3 separate regions of the Zea mays genome follow, and all the other regions are linked to region 1. Evidence: chromatin contacts called from public Hi-C data. All regions are on one chromosome and are shown on one strand. The core of a region is the stretch at or near the end of the contact, and the rest is flanking DNA. Distances in the headings are between cores, read along the strand shown. Region 1 holds the start of LOC100272494. Region 2 holds the start of LOC103641202 (DNA polymerase I A, chloroplastic). Region 3 holds the start of LOC100383614.

Region 1 (2,958 bases), core at 131-2,630:
AATTCAATGATGTATAATATTAATGAGGTGACCGACAAGAGGGTGATAGCTTTGGGAGCAATAGAAAAGGACAAAATCATGGTAGCCAGGGCCTACAACAAGAAGGTCAAAGCAAAGTCATTTCAAGTAGGGGACCTGGTGTGGAAGATCATCCCGCCTCTAAGGAATAAAGACCGAAAGTTTGGGAAATGGTCGCCAAGCTGGGAGGGTCCTTATAAAGTAAAACAGGTAATGTCTGGTAACGCCTATTTACTACAAACATTACAAGGCAAGGATTTGCCCAAGGCTTTGAATGGGCGTTTCCTCAAGCAGTACCATCCTAGTATGTGGCAAGATGTTTAAGAAAACCGATGTAATCACATCGTGTTAAGATGCTTTTGGTTTGCACAGCTCCACCAAAAGGCAGGGGGCATATGTTGGGCACCAAATTGAGAGGGCATACAGTCCGGCCTTGAGGCCGGACGGTCCGCGCGTGCGCAGAGCAGTTTAGGGTTCCGAGTTTTGTGCTACGGTTGTTAGCTAGATTCGAGGAAATAGCTCGGAAATTAGTTTGTAAAGGGTCCAGCCCCCCTCCTCTATAAATAGAGGTATACAACCGATTTGTAATCATCAATCGAATCAATAACACTTCTATTTCGCATTTATTTCCTAGGAGTAGTTCTAGTCTAGTTCTAGTTTAGCATTACAATCCCTAAATTCTTTGCTTCTCTTCGACTCTACGTCGATTAGAGGAGTCTAGGTCGGCCTGCCCGAGCCTAGATAACTCGTAGGATCTCTCCTCCCCGACGGGGTCCCTCCCGGGAGCGAGATCCAGGCGCCGCCGGCGATCTTCCGCCGCTCCTACGCACGCGCGGACCGTCCGGCCCTAGGGCGTGGACCGTCCGGTCGTCAGGCAGGAACCCTAGCCCCACGTCAGGCCGCGGACCGTCCACACCTGTGCAAATAGCACCGCCGTTGGTTCATATTGAGTGATTGGCGCCCTAAAAAGGTGTCAACACAATTATATTTTACGAAACATTTTAGAAAATATTTTACGAAATATTAAGACATGACATGAATATGATGAAATATTTTAGGAAACAATCATATTAAGATCCTATCTTGGAAAAGATAGATGCTCTTACGAAGCACATACATTCGTAATAGTTTATTCAGCTGCGTGGAGAAAATAATAAAAGGAGACATGTCACGTGGATTGTACCCTGAACATACAATTATTTATGCTTAAACAAAATGCCCACAAAACTGTGGAAGCAGAAAACTTCCCTGCTAAAAAAATAATATATGAAGTAACTTGAGTACTTGACAACTAGTAGTACTGAAAATATAGTTGAGGCTAGTAGTGGTGGGGAAGAAAGAGGCTGACATCCTGAAGCCACCAGAATGAGGAACCAAAACCAAACAACACCAATGGGCGGCGCGGCGATATAGCTAGGGTAGAGTAGTTCACTTCCCCATCACCCTCTCTCGGTCTCGGTCTCTCCTCCCCTCCTACGCCAATTGCTACCCGTCGTCGCGTCGCCCCCCTCCTACCGTCCTACGTCTTCCACCTCTCCCCGCTTCCTCTTCCTCCCTGCTGAGCGGAAGCGCGCAAGCAATCGCTGCCTTTTCTTGGCGTGCGCAGCTCCTGGTCGGCACGGCAGCCCCCCGCGGGATCTCGCTTGCTGGCCTGGCCGCGCGACATTGAGGCGGGGCGCCTGGAGCTCGGAGCCGCCGTAGCTGGTGTTGGTGCCTCGGAGCCGATCGGGTGTCTGGTTCCTGATTTGATCTGCAGCTGCAGCTGCGGCGGCGGCGGCCGACATGGCGGCTTCGGGAGGGCTCGAGCAGTGGCAGAAGGACGGGTTCTTCCAGGCGGCCGAGGAGGTGCAGGAGTCCGCGGACTTGTGAGTGCCTTCGTCATCCTGGCTTCGATTCGTTGCGCCAGGGGCTTCAAAACTTTTAACTTTATGTATATATATGCATGTCTACCTCTTGGCGATTGTCTTTGCCGTGAATTTTGATCGATCCCTTTTTCGAAGGTTGGATTGCTGTTCCTTTATTTTGTGGATTATGGGTGTGCTGTGTTTAGGATGGGATTCTGATCTGAACCGTGCTTGTTCGCGGTCCTTGCAGACTCGAGAACTCTAGACTCTTGAATTTTATATTAATTTTTTATTAAGTGATTGTTAGGCTAGGTTGTGAATTGTGTAAGATGAGATTTGGATGCTTATTTTCTCTCTGATTGGTTAACTGCTGGCTCTATTTGTCCGTTCTCTCCTTCTATTAGTTGAGATTGTGATTTCGTAAAAAAAAACTGGTTCTTTGGTGGCACCTCATATCTTATTGGGTTCATTTATGTCGCTATTTTGTATTGTATGGTTTGGCCAAGTAGTGCTATGTTCTAATCAAGTCAGCTTTGCTTCAGTTGACAGTTCTATTTGTTAATTTAGTCGTGCAATGCTGCTTGGGGGGGTTGTGACAATATGATACAAACTCTGGTTGAAACAGACATTTACACTTGCATATAGTCAAATGCATCCAGGCCAACCTAGATTTGGATCCAAATTTATCGAATTGGCGATCTCTCCTTGTAGGATGGAATCAGTCTATAGAACTTGGATGCGTGAGCGTAGTAATGGATCTGGCTCAGAGGAGGTAGACGATTTGCAAAGGGAGCTTCAGACAGCTTTAGGAACTGCAAAATGGCAGGCATGCTTTTACCTAAACCCCTTTACACTAGCTGACTTGTGGTCTTGTTAATTATTACTAGCGATTGTCTGTGCAGTTGGAGCAGTTTGAGAGGGCTGTAAGTTCAAGCAACGATAAGTATTCATTGGAAGAAGGTACAGTAGCACGGCGTCGGCAGTTTGTTGTAGCCATTGAGGATCAGATATCTCGTGTAGAGAAAGAAATAAATGGTTCTTTAATGGACAATGGCGGGCAAGGGCTCAACTGGGTGAAGTTAGATGACGAAGAGCG
Region 2 (2,958 bases), core at 254-2,753, 210 kb before region 1:
CCTCTGTATTAGATTTATCAAGCAAAGGATCCTCCGCTGGTGAATAGGCAGGCCAAGGAATCTCCACCTTAGAGGCTCTAGGCATGCTGAAACACTTGACACTATCATTAACAACACGTACTGGAGCTGGCACTGATTTCACATGCTGATTTATCGTACTATGCCCGATCAGTTCTCGGTTATTACCATGTCTATTTACAATTGATTTGGACGATACGCGTTCCCTCAAATTATTCAAATAAGTGTAGTTCAAACCCCTGCAATCTTCAGAGAGTTCATTTTGTACCATTCCAGTCCATAGAGGAGTGTTTCCCTTATAGATGTTATTTGTGACATTGTTGGCAGTTCTTAGATAGAACAGCCTCCGGCTCTCTTTAACCCATTCTTGTGCAATATTTTGTACTTCTAAGTTGGGATAGAAACGTAGCTTGAAAGCACTGCTTCCTCGAACAGCCATATCTGAGCAATGGGAATAGTCCTGCCTGTCAGTTAAAAGGGTTACCAAAGTTAGGAACCACTAAGCAACATGAAATTACTAAGTCACTGGAAAATGTGTAAAGGGAGAAATTTCAGAGAGTGTGAATAGATTGCAAGGTACAATGACAAGCTTAAGTGTATCGCTATTAGCCGGCAGTGCACTAACAGCGCAGAACAGAACAAACTTGGTACAGTAGGATGTGACACTGGCACACTGCGTCCCCTATGCAGCAGCCGGCTCAACCCGTGAATAGTTGGCAGAGACTGTACTTACAGAGGTCAATACATGGAGCTAATTAGTTGGAAATGAAATAGAAGAGCTCCCGAGACGCAAATCCACGTAGTGACTCACTCTGCGCCCAGAACAATACGAACATCACTCCCGACCCAGCACAGGCACACAACTCAGCACCGCCTAGAGAACGTCCGTTCCACGTAGCCCGAAGAGGATTCAACGGCCTCCGAAGGCCACAACGAACATCGGTTGAGTCGACAGGAAATAAGAGTGATTCGGCACCGCGGCGACTACCTCCTGCACCCGGAAATCGCCAGTGGCGGCGAGGCGCGGCGGTGCAGGGAGAAGGGCGACGAGGCGCGGCGGCGAAGGAGGAAGGGCGGCGACGACGACAGCCACGGGGGCGCCGAGCCGTGGCGCCGCAGCAGTGGCGCCGGCGTCACCTGCGCCGCCACCATCGACCGTGCGGACCGCCTCAGGTTGTACCCGGCTCCTCTCCTCCCCGCAGCGCCGCCGGCGGACAAGGACAAGCAGAAACCGAGGGGCGCCGTTTTCTCGCGGAGCAGGCGCGAGCACGGTCGCGCGGGTGTGCAGGTGCAGGGGACGCTCGTCCGCGGCGCGGCCTAGCGAGAGGAGGCCGGCGAGAGCATTAGGGCGTCGGTGTGATGCAAGATGCGGCTTATTGTGGAGGCCGGGGGAGTGCAGGCGATGGCGGGGGCGGACCGGCGGAGGAGAGCGGGGTTTGGGGGAAGAGGAGGAAAGGGGGACGAGGGTTTAAGCGGCTACTGCCTGCTGGCCTGCTGAACAGCGAAGCGGCGAAATCCGTCTCCGTGATTGGACGGAGAATCCGCATCACCCATTGTGGAAGCGTACTTTGGCTGTGGCGCGAATGATCGGTCATCACCGTGTGGTCAGTCAGTTTCAAAGAAAAAAATATCTATGATCATCTTCTACTCAGCTCTCACTCTGTCTCTGTCTATAGAACTTGATTACAAAATAATAAAGTGTTGTTTACGAAATGTTTGAATGTACTACAGCTAATAGTTAGTGACTAAAATTAGTTGAAGACATCCAAAGACCGCTAATAGTTTAGCTATTAGTTATTTTTAGTAAATTAATTAATAGTTGGCTAGCTATTTGTTAGTTAGATAATTCTATTAGTATTTTTTTAGTTAATTAACTATTAGCTCCAGTACATTCAAACACCATATATATCTCTTTGCAAGATCAAGTCTCATTTGACAGGATCTTTGTTAGCACCGACGATCTAATCAAATGCTCAGTTAAACGTGTACATAGGACTCCTGAAGTTAAAACAAAACTAGAAGCGACAAAGCCAAAGTCATTTTTGTCTTAAAAGCTGAAACCACTAAGAAGTACCTTAAACCCATGGCAGAGCGAGTTTAAAAACGTAGCTTATAGACCCTATTTGTTTTGTCAGAATCGACTATTAGTAACCAAACTTTTTGCTTCAGACCAACTCCAACAACACTGGCTATCCCACTCCGCATCCGCATTATACACGGTCTAAGTCACTATTTCGCTCTCCAACAGCCTTCGTACTTGTCTCCGCAAAATACACGCCCGGTCTTTCACTCCTCATTCTCACGTTGTCTCTCTCATCTCCGTGTATGGCCAGCAAATGAAATGTTTAAAAATCTGACGTCGTGGACCCAAGCTGTCATACACACGAATGCAGATGGTGATTGGAAGACTGCTGGGCGACTTGAACATACGGAGGTTGTACAGCATGCAAAATTGGGATACAGATTGGTGTGTTGCTGGAGTTGGTCATAGGACTCCTGAAGTTAAAACAAAACTAGAAGCGACAAAGCCAAAGTCATTTTTGTCTTAAAAGCTAAAACCACTAAGAAGTACCTCAAACCCATGGCAGAGCGAGTTTAAAAACGTAGCTTATAGACCCTGTTTGTTTTGTCTTCAGGCTGGATTCTGATGGTCAGAATCGACTAGTAGTAACCAAACTTTTTGCTTCTTAGTCTGCTTATGTAAATATCGTTTCTGTAAAAATCGTTTAAACCAACGTGAATGCATAATCTGCTGAGTTGTCGCTACGAGAGGAACTCGCTGAGAACACCTAGAGTGGGTGAATAGGTGATCCTGTAAATTCAACACTAAATTCCAACAAGCTTGATTAAAGAGATATTAGTGCGAGTTAATCAAGTCTATGAGGCAAGCTCTTACGAACACAAACAATCACAGAGAGTAGCAACACAAGAGACACGCGA
Region 3 (2,958 bases), core at 342-2,841, 130 kb after region 1:
GCTTCACCGATTATTTTAGCTCGCAAGAAAATCGGCGATTGGCGCCTTTGTGTGGATTATCGTCGTCTCAATGCCTTAACTGTAAAAAACAAGTACCCTCTACCACTAATAGATGAACATTTGGACGAACTTCAAGTGCTATGTGATTTACAAGATTAAACTTAAACTCTGGGTATCATCAAATCCAAATGGAACTGTTCGATATCCCTAAGACGACCTTTCAGACTCAGAATGGTCACTATGAGTATCGCGAATGCCCTATGGAGTTACTGGTGGTCCGGCTACATTTCAACTCACAATGAACTAAGTGCTACCTCCTTTGCTCACGATGTGTGTCATGGTTTTCATTGATGATATATTTGTTTATAGCACAAGTTGGGCTGCTCACTTGGACCACCTTCAAGTTGTTTTTGACATCTTAGATACTCATCAGTTCAAAGTCAAACTCTCTAAATGTTCATTTTCTCACACCAGTTTACACTACCTTGGTCACATCATTAGCAAAGATGGGGTTGCAACTAATCCAGACAAAGTTGAGGTAGTGAAATCTTGGCCCACACCAAGATCATCAAAGATGTCGCAGTTTTTTGGGTTTAGCCAGATACTATCGCAAATTTGTGCATAATTTTAACATCATGAGTCGTCCTCTTATCTTTACTCAAGAAAGGCCAGTATTTGTTTGGACAGATGAGCATGGGAAGGCCTTCTAGGCTCTTAAAAATGCTTTGATTTTGGCTCCGATTCTTGCCCTTCCTAATTTCACCAAACCCTTCGAATTGGAAACAAATGCCAACGATGTAGGCATTGGAGCTGTCCTTCACCAAGCCTACCATTCGATTGCATTCGTCAGCAAAGCTTTAGGACCTCGTTATCAAGCCCTTTTAACATACGAAAAAGTCACACGTGGACCCATGGGCGGGGTGGCGGGTGGCTAACCTCTTGGATGTGTGCTTAAAAAGGTTGGGAGAGTTAGAGTTAGTTGTTGGGCTTATTGACTACAAGAGTGCACACCTAATTTTACCGCGTGAATATTACGTATGGGTAATCGGGTTCGAGTTCTGCTTTTCTGTATCCATATCCATTATCCAATGGAGCAAGAATTTCTCCCCCATCTATACCGTGGAGATTAAAATCTTCCCATATCCTAACCCTAAGGGCTAATTTGATAACCTCATTTTTTAAAGAGATTTTCTGTTTTCTTAAGGAAAAATAAATTAGTTTTCTTTAGAAAATATTTTTTTTAAAAAATAAAGTTGTCAAACTAGCCAAAATAGTCATAAGAGAGGATAAAGCAATTTCCTATGAGTTATCGGGTGTCGAATTAAAACCTCTGGTTCACCCGCTTCTTCTCAGAATTCCAAATTTATCGGCCGAATGAGAAGAAATTTGTGATTTTGCCACTCTTAATTTTGGTTGTCTGTTATTATGTCATTCCATGTCTATAACTGGTGAGACCATCTGTATCTATGATTTATGGTTCGATGACATAATGACGAAGCCCACAAATCATAATGCAAAATTGCCAATTTCTCGCCGAACGAGTTCACCCATCGCCCAGTTCTCTCTTCTCTTTCTTTCTTCCCCTTCCTACACCGCCGCACCCCACTCCCAGATCCCACTGCTCCCCAGATCCGCGCCCGAGCCCTAGTCCCCAGATCCGCCGCGGCGCCGGAGATCTACTCCTCGTCTTGGCGTCCGCGGCGCCATGGCGTGCCTCGCGATCTCTCTGCAGCCGGTGAACGGCCCGGACATCCTACTGCAAACGCGGTCCTGGTTCCCCGTCTCCCGCGCCCTCGCCGCCGTCTCCGCCTTTCGCCTCGCGCGCCTCCACCTTGCACGCGGCAAGCAACAGTCCTCCTCATCCTCCGCCTCCTCGGCCTCGCTCGACGCCATCGGCGACGACCCGCTCGCCGCCGCGTCCGGGCAGCTCGTTGTCGGCGTCGAGTCACAGTACCGCGTGGTGTACCGCCTTGTCAACTCCATCTACGTTCTGGGTGTCACCACCGCAGGCTCTGACCATGCTGCCCCTGCTGTCAACGCCTTCGCCGTCGCCGACGCTGTCAACCAGTCCGTCTCCGTCGTCGTTGCAGCCTGCCGTGGCGTCGACGTCACCCCTGAGAAGGTGCACCGCAAGTACCCTGAGGTCTATCTCGCTCTCGACCTCGTCCTCCACGGCGTTGGCTCCGTCCGCCTCTCTCAGATCCTCGCCACCATCCATGGCGACAACCTCGCGCGCATGGTCAACTCCTCGCCCGACGCCGAAGCCCGGGCCCGTGGCGCGGATCCCTGGCCCGTCGTCGAACACCTCGCGCAGGACCGCCACGCTGCGAGGGAGGGCTTCTCGGGCGCCTCTTTCGAGCTTCCCCAGGAGACGCTCGCGGCTGGTGACGAATTCTCGTCTAACATCGCCCCCGCGACCACTGTTGCTACTGGGGATGAACCACCACCTGAGGAGGCAGCACCTGTGGAAAAGGATCCTTTCGCAGCCAGTGACCTGATTAACAACAAACCGGAGGAGGCATTGGTGGGTGGGTTCAAAAAGAACAAAGAGACTGCCCTTGTGGTTGCTGATCCTGCAGCTGCGCTAGCTGGATTGGAGGTTACGACTTTGCCACCAGCTGAGGCGACTAAGCCGACATTTATTGGAGTTGAAGGGTTTGAGGGTGATTATGGTGGCATTGAGTTTGGCAACGATGAGACTTCACTTGCTGAGGCATTTGAAGGGCTCAATGCGCCATTTGGTGGTGGCCTGGATGCTTCTGAGTTTGTTACAACAACGAAGAAGGATCACAAGGACAGGACCGTCACTGGGCTTGAGTTGCTAGTAGCAAGTGGGCAGCCACCGAATGCAGCTGCTGGTACTCCATTGGAGAATCTCTTGCTGACTAAGCGCGCAGAAATGACCGCTCCTGAGTTGTTTATTGCTGAGGAGATCAATGCAGAATTCAAGGAGTCTAT

What was found. Hi-C and Micro-C count contacts between places; a contact is called where the count stands out from the background.
Region 2: a Hi-C map of endosperm shows a contact between it and region 1, with 2.6 times the contacts expected there. The contact joins the promoter of LOC103641202 here to the promoter of LOC100272494 in region 1. A contact is called at or near these places in 2 of 25 Hi-C or Micro-C datasets (endosperm and leaf).
Region 3: a Hi-C map of endosperm shows a contact between it and region 1, with 2.3 times the contacts expected there. The contact joins the promoter of LOC100383614 here to the promoter of LOC100272494 in region 1. A contact is called at or near these places in 3 of 25 Hi-C or Micro-C datasets (endosperm, leaf and tassel).

Annotation. Positions count from the first base shown.
Region 1 is chr10:72,068,828-72,071,785 of Zm-B73-REFERENCE-NAM-5.0, reverse strand. LOC100272494 reads left to right here and starts at 1,380. Exons shown (of 5, transcript NM_001146963.1): 1 at 1,380-1,883; 2 at 2,574-2,688; 3 at 2,765-2,958. The coding sequence starts at 1,801.
Region 2 is chr10:72,278,933-72,281,890 of Zm-B73-REFERENCE-NAM-5.0, reverse strand. It overlaps LOC103641202 (DNA polymerase I A, chloroplastic), which reads right to left and starts at 1,503. Exons shown (of 12, transcript XM_020545706.2): 1 at 1,007-1,503; 2 at 1-482. The coding sequence starts at 1,170.
Region 3 is chr10:71,937,076-71,940,033 of Zm-B73-REFERENCE-NAM-5.0, reverse strand. It overlaps LOC100383614, which reads left to right and starts at 1,591. Exons shown (of 1, transcript NM_001176262.1): 1 at 1,591-2,958. The coding sequence starts at 1,706.